Linked DNA regions of Gossypium arboreum: regions 2 and 3 are each linked to region 1. The links are chromatin contacts, called in public Hi-C maps. All regions are on one chromosome and are shown on one strand. Each heading gives the region's core, a stretch centred on a gene start, on an enhancer-like site or on the middle of the called end of the contact. The rest is flanking DNA. Distances are from core to core; before and after follow the strand shown. Region 1 holds the start of LOC108486133 (lysM domain receptor-like kinase 3). Region 2 holds the start of LOC108466410 (profilin-3-like). Region 3 holds the start of LOC108466411 (protein IQ-domain 26-like).

What was found. Hi-C and Micro-C count contacts between places; a contact is called where the count stands out from the background.
Region 2: a contact with region 1 is called in a Hi-C map of leaf, with 3 times the contacts expected there. The contact joins the promoter of LOC108466410 here to the promoter of LOC108486133 in region 1. A contact is called at or near these places in 3 of 5 Hi-C or Micro-C datasets (all in leaf).
Region 3: a Hi-C map of leaf shows a contact between it and region 1, with 1.7 times the contacts expected there. The contact joins the promoter of LOC108466411 here to the promoter of LOC108486133 in region 1. A contact is called at or near these places in 2 of 5 Hi-C or Micro-C datasets (both in leaf).

What each region holds. Positions count from the first base shown.
Region 1 is chr2:28,046,609-28,050,319 of ASM2569848v2, reverse strand. LOC108486133 (lysM domain receptor-like kinase 3) reads left to right here and starts at 1,928. Exons shown (of 11, transcript XM_017789976.2): 1 at 1,928-3,245. The coding sequence starts at 2,630.
Region 2 is chr2:28,446,856-28,450,566 of ASM2569848v2, reverse strand. It overlaps LOC108466410 (profilin-3-like), which reads left to right and starts at 2,110. Exons shown (of 3, transcript XM_053020906.1): 1 at 2,110-2,292; 2 at 3,034-3,171. The coding sequence starts at 2,167.
Region 3 is chr2:28,325,020-28,328,730 of ASM2569848v2, reverse strand. It overlaps LOC108466411 (protein IQ-domain 26-like), which reads right to left and starts at 1,746. Exons shown (of 3, transcript XM_053020901.1): 1 at 1,036-1,746; 2 at 677-883; 3 at 1-602. The coding sequence starts at 1,434. The coding sequence ends at 51.

The DNA.
Region 1 (3,711 bases), core at 679-3,178:
TTTATAAAATTAAAAATTAAATAAATCATTATACATTTTTATAATATTGGAGAAATAAAACAAAAAAGGAAAGGATCTTAGTTTAATAAATGAAAACAAGTTAATTTATGGCTGTGTGTGGGGGATCTTTTGGCGTTTGCTCCAGGTTACGTCTCTCTGTCTCTCCCACCTTATATTATTACTATTATTATCTTTTTCTTGTGTTAATTATGGGTTTACAGTTGTCGCTTGTCCACGTGCGGGCCTACCAAGTCAAACCTTACTCCCCGATTATTCCACTCCCTTCAAAAAATCGAGTTGAAGCCAAAGGTCTTTTTAATTTCTTTTTAAAACTAATATCCCACTTCAATTATAAAATCTTTGTTAAGCAATTGGAGGGTAAAAGAAGTCAAACAAATTCAAAGGTTTTATCACCAAACTTTTTTAAAAAAAAAAATACAACCATTAATTGTAAGTAAATGTCGCTCGTTCGATCTCTTTCTATATATTCTTCTTTAGAAATATATTCAAATGTCCAATTTTAACCTTCTTTAAAAGATAATAAATAAATTTAATTACAGTCAATTTAGAAAATATTAATTTTGAAATTTAAATAATAGACAATATTTATTTTTAAACAATTAGAATTTAAGCACCTTATTATCTATAATATAGAATATAGATGATACCAACAATATATTATAATGGAAGGTTATATTAATCATTCGAAAGGATAGCAAATTAATGGTCAAATTGAGTCAAACCTTACAAGCGAAGGTGTTTGAAATGTGCAACGATTGACTTCGACAACGTGAAAGTGTGGATAAGTGAGGTAAGTAAGGCGATCAGTTTGGGAAATGATCGGCGATCAATCTTATAAAAATGGCGCCTAATTGCGGGGCCCAACCAACTATCTTTCTCAATTCCAGCTCTTCACAACTTGTGCCAATCCTTTTCCCAACACTCAATGCCCCGTGAATTTTATTTCCCAATTTACCCTTCCAATCCTTTTGAGTGTTTCTTGTGTGTGAGAGAGATTTATGTATTTTGTTATATCATATTTGTATCTTGTAAATAATAAAAAAGAAATGTAAGATAAAAGTTTTATAAAAGATTCGAAAATTTTAAGATTAGATTTTTAAAATATTTTTATAATGTTTTATTTAAAATGATGTTACATAAAATTTAATATATAATTTAATAGTTAAATTAACAATTTTAATAATAAAAGAATCTAATTAATATAACCGAGATGCTTTAAGAATTTTATTAGAATAATTTAAAATTTAGAAATTAATTTAGAATAAAAGTGGGTTTAAAAATATTTAGTGAAAGTACTACATTTTTAATACCATTTCTGAAGTATTCCGTAGACAATTGCAAAATGCACTTTGAATGAAAGAAATTCAGTTGATTTGACAATAAATTTAATAAATACTTTTTATTCTTTTTAGTTGAATCATAGAAATTTAAGTATTTTTTCGAAATTTTACTGCATTTTATATTATCCTCATTTTTAAAATATATAAATTTGATTTAGTTTATATTTTTATTTTTATTGACTTGGTATAGTAAGATAATTAAGCATTAATTCAGTTATTAGAATAAATTTTCATATGTAAATGAAATTATTATAAATTATTAAAATTTTAATCATAATAAATTTTAAACATAAAACACAAATATATTAAACAATTAACTTCATCAATATAATCAAGAATTAACACATATCATGAGTATTGTATTAATTTTCTATTCATATAAATATATGTATGTGTGCCGGAGCAAAGTCTGAAAATTTGAGAAAGATTCGATTTTAATAATATATTTTTACGATAATAAAAAATATAATTTTATTATTTTAATAATTTATAATTTTTTATAATTAAACTTAATTAAAATGGACAAACTTTGTTAGAAATAAAAAAAACGAAAATATTCAAGGAAAGGTGGGCAGGGCAGGGCAGTGCGGGGCAGCAAATAGCTATGAAAGTGGATGGGGATGGCTTCCTGTTTGTATGTATTTGAGACTCCCTTTCCCTTTTTACAGTGAAGGACTGAATTAAGGAGTTACCAACCGCAACAGAGGGAAAAAAAGAAAAAGAAAAATAAAAACAGTCGAACATGCTCTGTTTAGAGTCATCTCATTCCTTTCTACTTGTGTCCTTCAAACCTCCTTAAAATTTGAAGCTTAAATCCCCACCTTCCATTTTTGCTTAGCAAAAATCTCACTTTCATTTTCCCTCTAATCTTCCAATATATTTTCTTTGAGCTTCTTTTTTTACTACCATCTATCTAAATCTACCATTTTCTTTAACCTCTTCAAGGAAAAGAAATAGTAAAAGCCAGGATTTTCGTGAACTTAGCTCTAGTTTCTTCACTGACCCTTTGCTTCTCTTTGTCTGATTTTGTTTTAGATTCATACTTCTTGCTCATCATTTACAGCAAAAGCTAAACCTTGCTCAAACTTTTATCAAGTCTAATTTATGTTTGATCTAGTTTTCTCTCTATCTAGTCCTAAACTTTTTTGTGTTAACCCTTTTAGGCCGAGTTGTTTGATCAAACTCTATTTTTTATCTATTTTTTGCACTTAATTTTAGCTCAAAGTTTCAAACTTTTCTTTTTTTTTTTTTTGTTAGAAACAAGAAAAATGGATCCTAAGGTTTCACAATTTGGGATTCTTCTACCATTAATCTTTCTTCTTATTGTTCAAACCCTCAATGCCTTGGATTCTTCTTCTGCTACAATACCCATGAATTGTACGGACACATCAAGATTATGCACATCTTTTTTGGCTTTTAAGCCGCAGGGAAACCAAAGTCTAGCAGTGATCCAGAGCATGTTTGATGTGATACCACAAGACATTACAGTTGAAGGAGAGGACAGCCATGGCTACATATTCATAAAAAAGAACTGTTCTTGCTTGACATCCTCCAAGAATTATGCAACAAACACAACCTTTACAGTGAGATCAAATCAAGGGTATGTTTATGACATGATTTTAGAGGCTTATGATAGGCTTGCAATGGTTCCAAATGTTAGCAGGCCGGCAAGGATTGGAGCTGTGGTGTCTTTGAGGCTGTTTTGTGGGTGTTCAAGTAGTTTGTGGAACTACTTGATGAGTTATGTGATGAAAGATGGGGACAGTGTGCAATCTTTAGCTAGTAGATTTGGGGTTAGCATGGATAGTATTGAGCAAGTTAATGGGATTTCAAATCCTGATAATGTCACTGTTGGTGCTTTGTACTATATTCCCTTGAATTCAGGTTTGCCTCAAAAATCATTTAATTTTTTCTGTTTATTCTTTTCACCATTTTCTGTGTGTGGTTTCTTAGGAATTTGCATGAGGAATGCTATTTGTTTGGAGATATCCATATTGAGTTGCTTTTCAAGAGATGGGCATTTATGATTTTGATGATAATTGCATAGTTTCTGAGAACTCTTTAAGTTTTGCAAATACAGGAGTTAACAAAGTTGGTAAAATAAGATTTTTGCCCATAGTTTATAATTAGGTATACTAAGGACTTGGAACTGGAGCCTACTTGGTTTCTATCTGAAGTCATAATGTGAACTTTGAGGGAAGGTGGTAATGTCATGGATTTCGGATATGCAAACAATATCATATTAATGAAAGCAATAATGAGTTCATGCATATTCTTGTTTTATAGCTGTGATTAGAATTGACAAATGTCTTTGCTTTATGATCTATTTCCTTGAATTACAGGGCTATTA
Region 2 (3,711 bases), core at 861-3,360, 400 kb before region 1:
TTTTACATGCATGATCACTTGTGTGCATCATGCCACTAAGTTGTGATAAGTACTCTCCATTACGATTAGCTTTTGGTTAGGAGCCAAATACAACTCATTTTAGAATTTTTGAATATGTGGTATGTTTAATTTGCTCCACCACAATACGGAAAAATGGGTATTCAAAGAATGTTGAGATTATATATTAGTTATGAGTCTCCTTGTATTATTAAATGTGTTGAATAAATTGGAGATCCAATTACAACATGATTTGGTGGTTGCAACTTTGATTTGACAAGTTTTCCTAATATTAGGGGGAGAAAAATGATAAAAGTGGGATAAGATAAATTACTTGGAATGAATTATCATTATCTTCATCTTGATAAAAAGTAATTTGAACTAGAAGTTCAAGAAGATGATTCACTTTATTACAATCTACTGTCAGATGTATTTACTAACTTGATGAACCAAGTGTTATATATCAACTAATGTTTTGATTTAAATTGAAGTCTTAGTAGGACAACTTGTTAGACTAATTGAAGGTAATGCAAGCCTAAAGCGTGGTAGTTCGATTGGTTCCAAAGATAAAAATTCTTGCAAAAGAAATAATAAATCTATATGGTCATATAGTGGAAGTGATGCTCTTGAAGAGACCTAAGGCATAACTAATTATTAAAACTTCAAAAGAGATTCATGTACCTGAAATTGAAGACGAAAACAATGAAAATGAAGAAATTTTGATAAATTATGTTAATACGAGAAAATATGGAACCCTAAAATAAATTAAAATTTTTCGAAAACGATTTTGTAGGCAATTGTATTGTTGAAATAATGAAAGAAAATGAAGGTCTTAAGTAAAATTGTTGAGAAATATAGACATGAAATAATTGTCCAAAATGGAAAGACGTAATTCAAGTAGAATTGGATTTGAGAAGTTTTTGAACTAATGGTCCAAACAGTAAAAGATATAATGCTAGTGGGGTATATATGAGTAAAGATATAATGCTAGTGGGGTATATATGAGTAAGTTTGCGAAAACGAAATAAGAAAAATAAAGTTTTTTGCTAAGTCCTAGCATTGGTTATGGGAAGATATAATATTATTTTATGGTGGATTTAATAAACATTTAGATATCTCATTAGTCTAGCAGTTCATGAAAGATTTAACACGCGTCTAATGGTTGTTGTTATGACTTTTATATGAATAATCATATATTGGAAGTTTATATTAAAAGTATTGAAGGATTTAAAATGCTAGAAGTATATAAAAATTCCTTGAAAATTGTTCAATATATTTGCGTAAATATTTATTGATTTGATTTGAACATGTGTTATTATATAAGGATCATGATTAAAGTTTGTTATAATTATGAGGGCCGGAGAGTAAATACGGGTAGTACTCTTTTTCCCTTAGTCAAAGTTTTGTCCCATTGAGTTTTTCTAGTAAGATGTTTAATGAAATAGTATGTTATGCGTATTATAAATATATGTATTTTTTCCTCTGCTAGGAATTTATTTTTCCCACAAGGTTCTTGTTTTAGTAATGTTTTAATGAGTCATGTTATGTACCAATGGAGGGTGTGCTAATAAATATTTTATTATTTAATGGATATCTATCATGATCAAGATAAATTTAATATACATTAGATCTCTAATGTTTACTAGAAATAGTCTTATTTTATTTCTTTTGTTCTTTGTTCTATTTATTTCATAACAATTATATTTATTTTTATTAATTTTGACATTTACCAATAATAATATACATTAAAATTTATTTTAGAATACAAAGAAATATTATAAATTTACATTACATGATATATAAATAATAAAAATTATCATAAATTTAATTAATAAATTTTATTACTTTATAAACAACTCCTGCGGGGTTTAAGTTGTAGTTAATATTATTTTATAAAAAAAATCTTAAGATGTAGTTTATGATTTGAGGATTAAAAATGATGGCCCATTAGAATGAGCTTCATTGGTCCTTTTGAACAAATCCCCGCAGATGAGATGGCAAGAATCAGGAGCAACCACGTCACTTCCTCCCTCTTTTATATCCTTTTTCTTTGGGTCCCACTTTTTCCATGTTCCTTTAAAACCACTAATCCCTCCTATTTATACTGCTTCCTTCCTCTTTCTATTCAAATTCGATCGACGCTAAAGAAATTTGATTCATCAAACAACAATGTCGTGGCAAACTTACGTTGATGATCACTTGATGTGTGAAATCGAGAACGGCCATCATTTATCCTCCGCTGCTATTCTCGGTCTCGATGGAAGTGTTTGGGCCCAGAGCTCCGCTTTTCCTACGGTACATTTTTCAATATTTTCTTCGTTTCCGATCTTTCATCTCCTTACTTAATTCATATCTATTTCTTTCTATGGTTGATTAATCCATTTATTTCTCATCTTAATACGTTGATTTCATAATGTGATTATCCGTTTTTAATTTGTAAATCATATGTATTTGCTTATGATTTATTAATACAATGTTGTATTTGATTGTTCTGAGATCTTTATTTTGTTTGATTTTATGTATAAAGAATTGATTTTTTTCTTGTTGCCTCCATATTAGCCTTAATTGACAGAATTAACATTATCTTTCACCTAATCGGTTTGATACGAGAAAAAAATTTTGAACATAATTTGTTTTTTTTATGAAATATAATTTGATAAGGTAGTCTTTTATGATTTCTTTAGTAGGAATTTAATTATATTTATTGAAACATAAACTGATTTTTAGAATTTCTATATATAGTTTTTGACTTTATATAAAATAATTATAAAATAAATTTTGAACCTTGTGAATTATTTGTTTTACTCAATAATTTATAATAAACTATATACTAATGAGATCATTAATTTTCTGAATTTGATCGTTAGCCTTGTCAAATTGGAAACGTGTGTACCAATTCAAAAATTGTTGGGGAGATAACAAGTTCTAGTAACAGAGGGTACAAGTATATTTTCTTGCAATCCTCACTTTTCTACTTAACTTGGGATTTTCTTTTCTTTCTTCCCCCTCCCCTTCTTTTTGGGTTTTTATTTGCAGTTTAAGCCTGAAGAGATTACTGCCATCATGAAAGATTTTGATGAACCTGGGTCCCTTGCACCAACTGGGCTGCACCTTGGTGGCGCCAAGTACATGGTCATCCAGGGAGAGCCTGGAGCTGTGGTTCGTGGGAAGAAGGTCAGTTATCGCTCTTTTTCTTAATATTGATTGTCATTGATTCTATTAATCTGATCTATATATTTCATGTGTATTAAGCTTATTTGGTTTAAAGTATTTATCGTATGTTGGGCACTAATAATCTCTACTAAGAGCCATATTTATGTTTGACTCGAGTAGCATGTAAAGTTTGAAGCTTGTATTTAGTTACGTTGTACACATTCTTCCTACAAGAGTCACAATATGGCCTTACCCTACCAAAATTCCAGCATTCGGAATTTATGTTGACCTAAGTTTTTATTTTGCTTAAATTACTTTTGTCCAGCACATTTGGATATGTGTATGAAAATATGACCTCCAAATTCATGAAAAACAAAATTAAATATACTTGTGTTAGATATATATTCGTATCTGACATTTATCTTAATCTAATTAATCCTTTATTAGTATATACTCAATTTCCTTTCACGTAAATGGAAATAAGATTTAATAATATTTTAGTCTCTGGTTCAACACGTAGAAGAGGTCTTTCTCCATTTCCCTCTTTTTTCAGAAATCTCA
Region 3 (3,711 bases), core at 497-2,996, 280 kb before region 1:
GTTGTAATAACAAAGCAGGAATAAAAAACATATCTTTTTTTGTTTCCTATTCAAAATTGATGATGAATTTGGTAATATGATTTGTTCATTCTAACTCCACTTATGCTGTTTCTAGCAGCCATGATTTCATTGTGCGAAAGCCTCTTCTTTGCACCTCCTGATTCTGGTCTTTGCTTTGGGGCACTGTAAGATCGTAATTTCGCCTTAAACGATTGTGTGTTGGTCATATAGTTGGGGAAGTTGGAATATGGCTTAAAATATCCGTCCCCGCACACACTCTGAGTCGGTGTCGTAGGAGCATTGGACCGACCTGCATTGCCAAAACGAGGAGTATTGTGAGCGGTAGCAAACCTACATTCGTCACCGCCGCTGAAGCACCATTCGAAATCATTCAGATTTTGGTAATGGGGTAACGATGTTCTGGGCGGAACCAGACGTGGAAGGGGTGATGAGATTGTTTGATAAGGCAAGTCATCCCCGCATTCGGATAACGCGGTGTTGAACCGATGAGACCTTGATCTTGTCTTCAACGTGTCGATTTCAACTATTTTCGGGTTGTCATCATACGCATTGATTTCACTCCTCCATTCATCAAATCTTTCCTGAAAATGAAATGAATAACATCACCTAAATGACACATTAGAAAAACTTCAAGTGTTATGACAATGCTACTTACAATCGATTTCCGAGGCTGGTTTTCGGGATGGTAGCGATTCTCCTTATTGAAGGAGCGGCGCATCCGTTGAGATCGGACTGCGGATTGGGCTCGGATAAGAGCTTGCATACTGTGGAGAGTTGCGGCAGCCCTCTTCCTCACAAGATAACCTCTAACAAGAGCTTGCAACCTCACCAGTCCTTTCAATGCTCTAAGAGCTTTCCGTGACTGAAAAATATAAGCAAATTAGGTTTAACAAATGGACCCATTAGTCAAAATGTCATCAATTCTTTAATGTGGTAAGCAAGAAAGATTCAAATTCTAGTTCAACAAATATACCTAGTTCAAACCCCCCAAAAAAAAAAAAAAAGAACGCTTACCAAGTAACCTCTAAAGTCGGCTTGAATTTTAACAGCTGCCCACTTCTCCTTCCCTCCAGCCAAGAAAGAAGCTCTAGCATTGCTGGTCAGCCTGACGACTGCGACGGCAGCTTGTGCTGCTGCCATAGCTGCATCGGCTGCAGCTGCTGTAGCAGCAGCCACAGCAACGGCATGTTTGTTCTGCACTTTCTCGGTTTCGACAAAGTAGGACCTAAGCCAAGCGGCATCAGTGACGGCCGATGGGGTTTGAGAATTTGCGTCGACATCTTTCCCGGACTTGGCAAAACTCCACGTTTTCTTGTCATTCTTGTCGTATAAAACAGAATGCTGAATGGGGGTTTTTTCTTTTTCCTTTTTCATGCCTAAAACTGACTTGAGCCACCTTGTAGTCTTCCCCATTGCTTTCAAATACTAAGGAAAAGTAAAGAAGGAAAGTGTGAAAAGCTTTGGAACAGTAACAAAAAAGCATAAGCTTTAAAATAAATAGGGATAAAGGTTTGGATTTGGTTTTGAAAAGAAAATCTGACACAACCTCGTGAAGTTCTACCGTTATAAAGACAAAATTAAAAAAAGAAGAAGATATCAGTTCAGTGTCTTTATATTATTGCAATAACTATATGTGTTTCAAATAAAACCCAGTATGAAAAACAAAGTCATTCAGACAAATATGATTATAATAAAATAAAGATTAGGAAGAGGAAACTCACTCTCACCTTCTCAATTTCAAAAGTCTCAATATATAAAAACCACCTTCTCTCTCCAACTTTCTGGAGCATTGCGTATTTTTTTTTTTATAAAATTCAAAGCTGCGATACACTATTTTATACTATAATTATATTTGATTCCTACATCATTTCTTTTATGAATTATAAGAAGAGAGTAAAATTCTACCAGAAATACGACTAATGGGTTGACTATTAAGTTTTTCTTAAATCCAATCTGAGTTCTATAGATTTTATTGTTTTGTTGATTTTTTTAATATATAGTATAGCATTTCAAAACTTTTAACTAATTTATTTTTATATTATAAAAACTTAAAATAATTAAATATTAAAAATAAAAAGGGTTAAATTATAATTTGGGGTTGAACTAGATAACTTTTTCACATTGGGGTCTAAACATTTTTTTGTCCAAGTTAAATCCCGAATTTGGCAATTCTTTCACATTAGGGCTTGAACTTGGCAACTTTCCCCCTTATTAGGGCCTGAATTTTTTTTGTCCAAGTTAGACCCTGAACTTGATAATTGTTCTCACAGTGGGACCTAATTTTAGGGTTTTTAAGGATTAACTTGAATAAAAAAAATTCATGTTCCAATATGGAAACATTTGCCTAGTTCAGGGTCTAACTTAGACAAAAAAAAAGTTCAAGCATCAATGTGAGAAGAGTTGCTAAGTTCAAACCCTAAAATGTGATTTAACCATAAAACAAAAAAAAAGAGTTTCAATCATCATAGTCAATATCGTTCCCGTATCGATCGAAACATTCTGTTCTGATAGTAAATCAGAACAACAAACTTTAAATTCAGTTTCGGTGCAAATTTCGGTTGGTATCGATCATGCTAGTTGATTTCACCTGTACCGATTGGAATATGGTGTATTGGCCGGTACTAAAATACTTAATTTTGAAATATATTTTAAATTAAAATTTTATTATTTATTTGTACCAAAAATAATTTTAAATTTATTTATTTTAAATTTGTTGAATTATGAATTGTTATATGCATAGTATGAGATGATCTTATTGTTTAATTTATGAAATAGTTATTTTCTTGTTTATTTTGAGTTTGTTTAATGAAGGATTGCATTTGTAAAGCTTATTAAAGAATATTTTATATAATTGATGAGATTTTTTTGGTATCTTAAAATTTACATATGGTGAGATTTGAATTTATGCCACTAATATTTTTAAAATATTTTCCTTACCACTACGACCAAAAACTTTATTTTTATAATTGTTTTATATTTGAGATTTATTTAATCTTATTATTTGATATTTGTAAATATCTTTTATATACATATATAAAATATTTTTGAAAATAATGATAAATACAAAACAATACATTGAAATAGACTGGTATTGATACGTACTAGTACCAATAAAAATTGATTAAATGTGATTTTAGAATGTCAAAAAAATCAAATTCATTCAAATATTACCATAACAAAATCAAATAAAATATTATGATTCATCTTTTAATTTTCTCAATTTTTTTGTTGTTAGAATATGTTTTAAGTTTTGTACTTTTTATACATTTTGAATTTAATCTTTTTGTTTTTGGATTAATAAATGCAACTCTAATTATTAAAATTATTAAAATTCTTTTGTTAAATTCAAGTTTATTATAATGTCATTCTTTTTATTTTTATTTTTAAGTATTGTTGTTCTTTTGTTATATGGCTACTTAGTGATTTTTTTTATTCCAAAACATCACACCAAAGGGTTTAACAGAAAAAAAAAACACGATTGTCAACGTGTTGTAATGTTCATTTCTTGTTGAGGTTGAAGCCTTTGTTGTATTGATAAAGCTCGTCCTTCATTGTCAACTGCAACCATATATTGTTTTTTTTCCTTAGATTGTATGGTCCATTCATGAAATGAATGATTTCTTTTAAAACAAAGAATTTAATAGAAAAATTTTAATAATATTCACAATTAGACTTGAATTTTAAATTTGA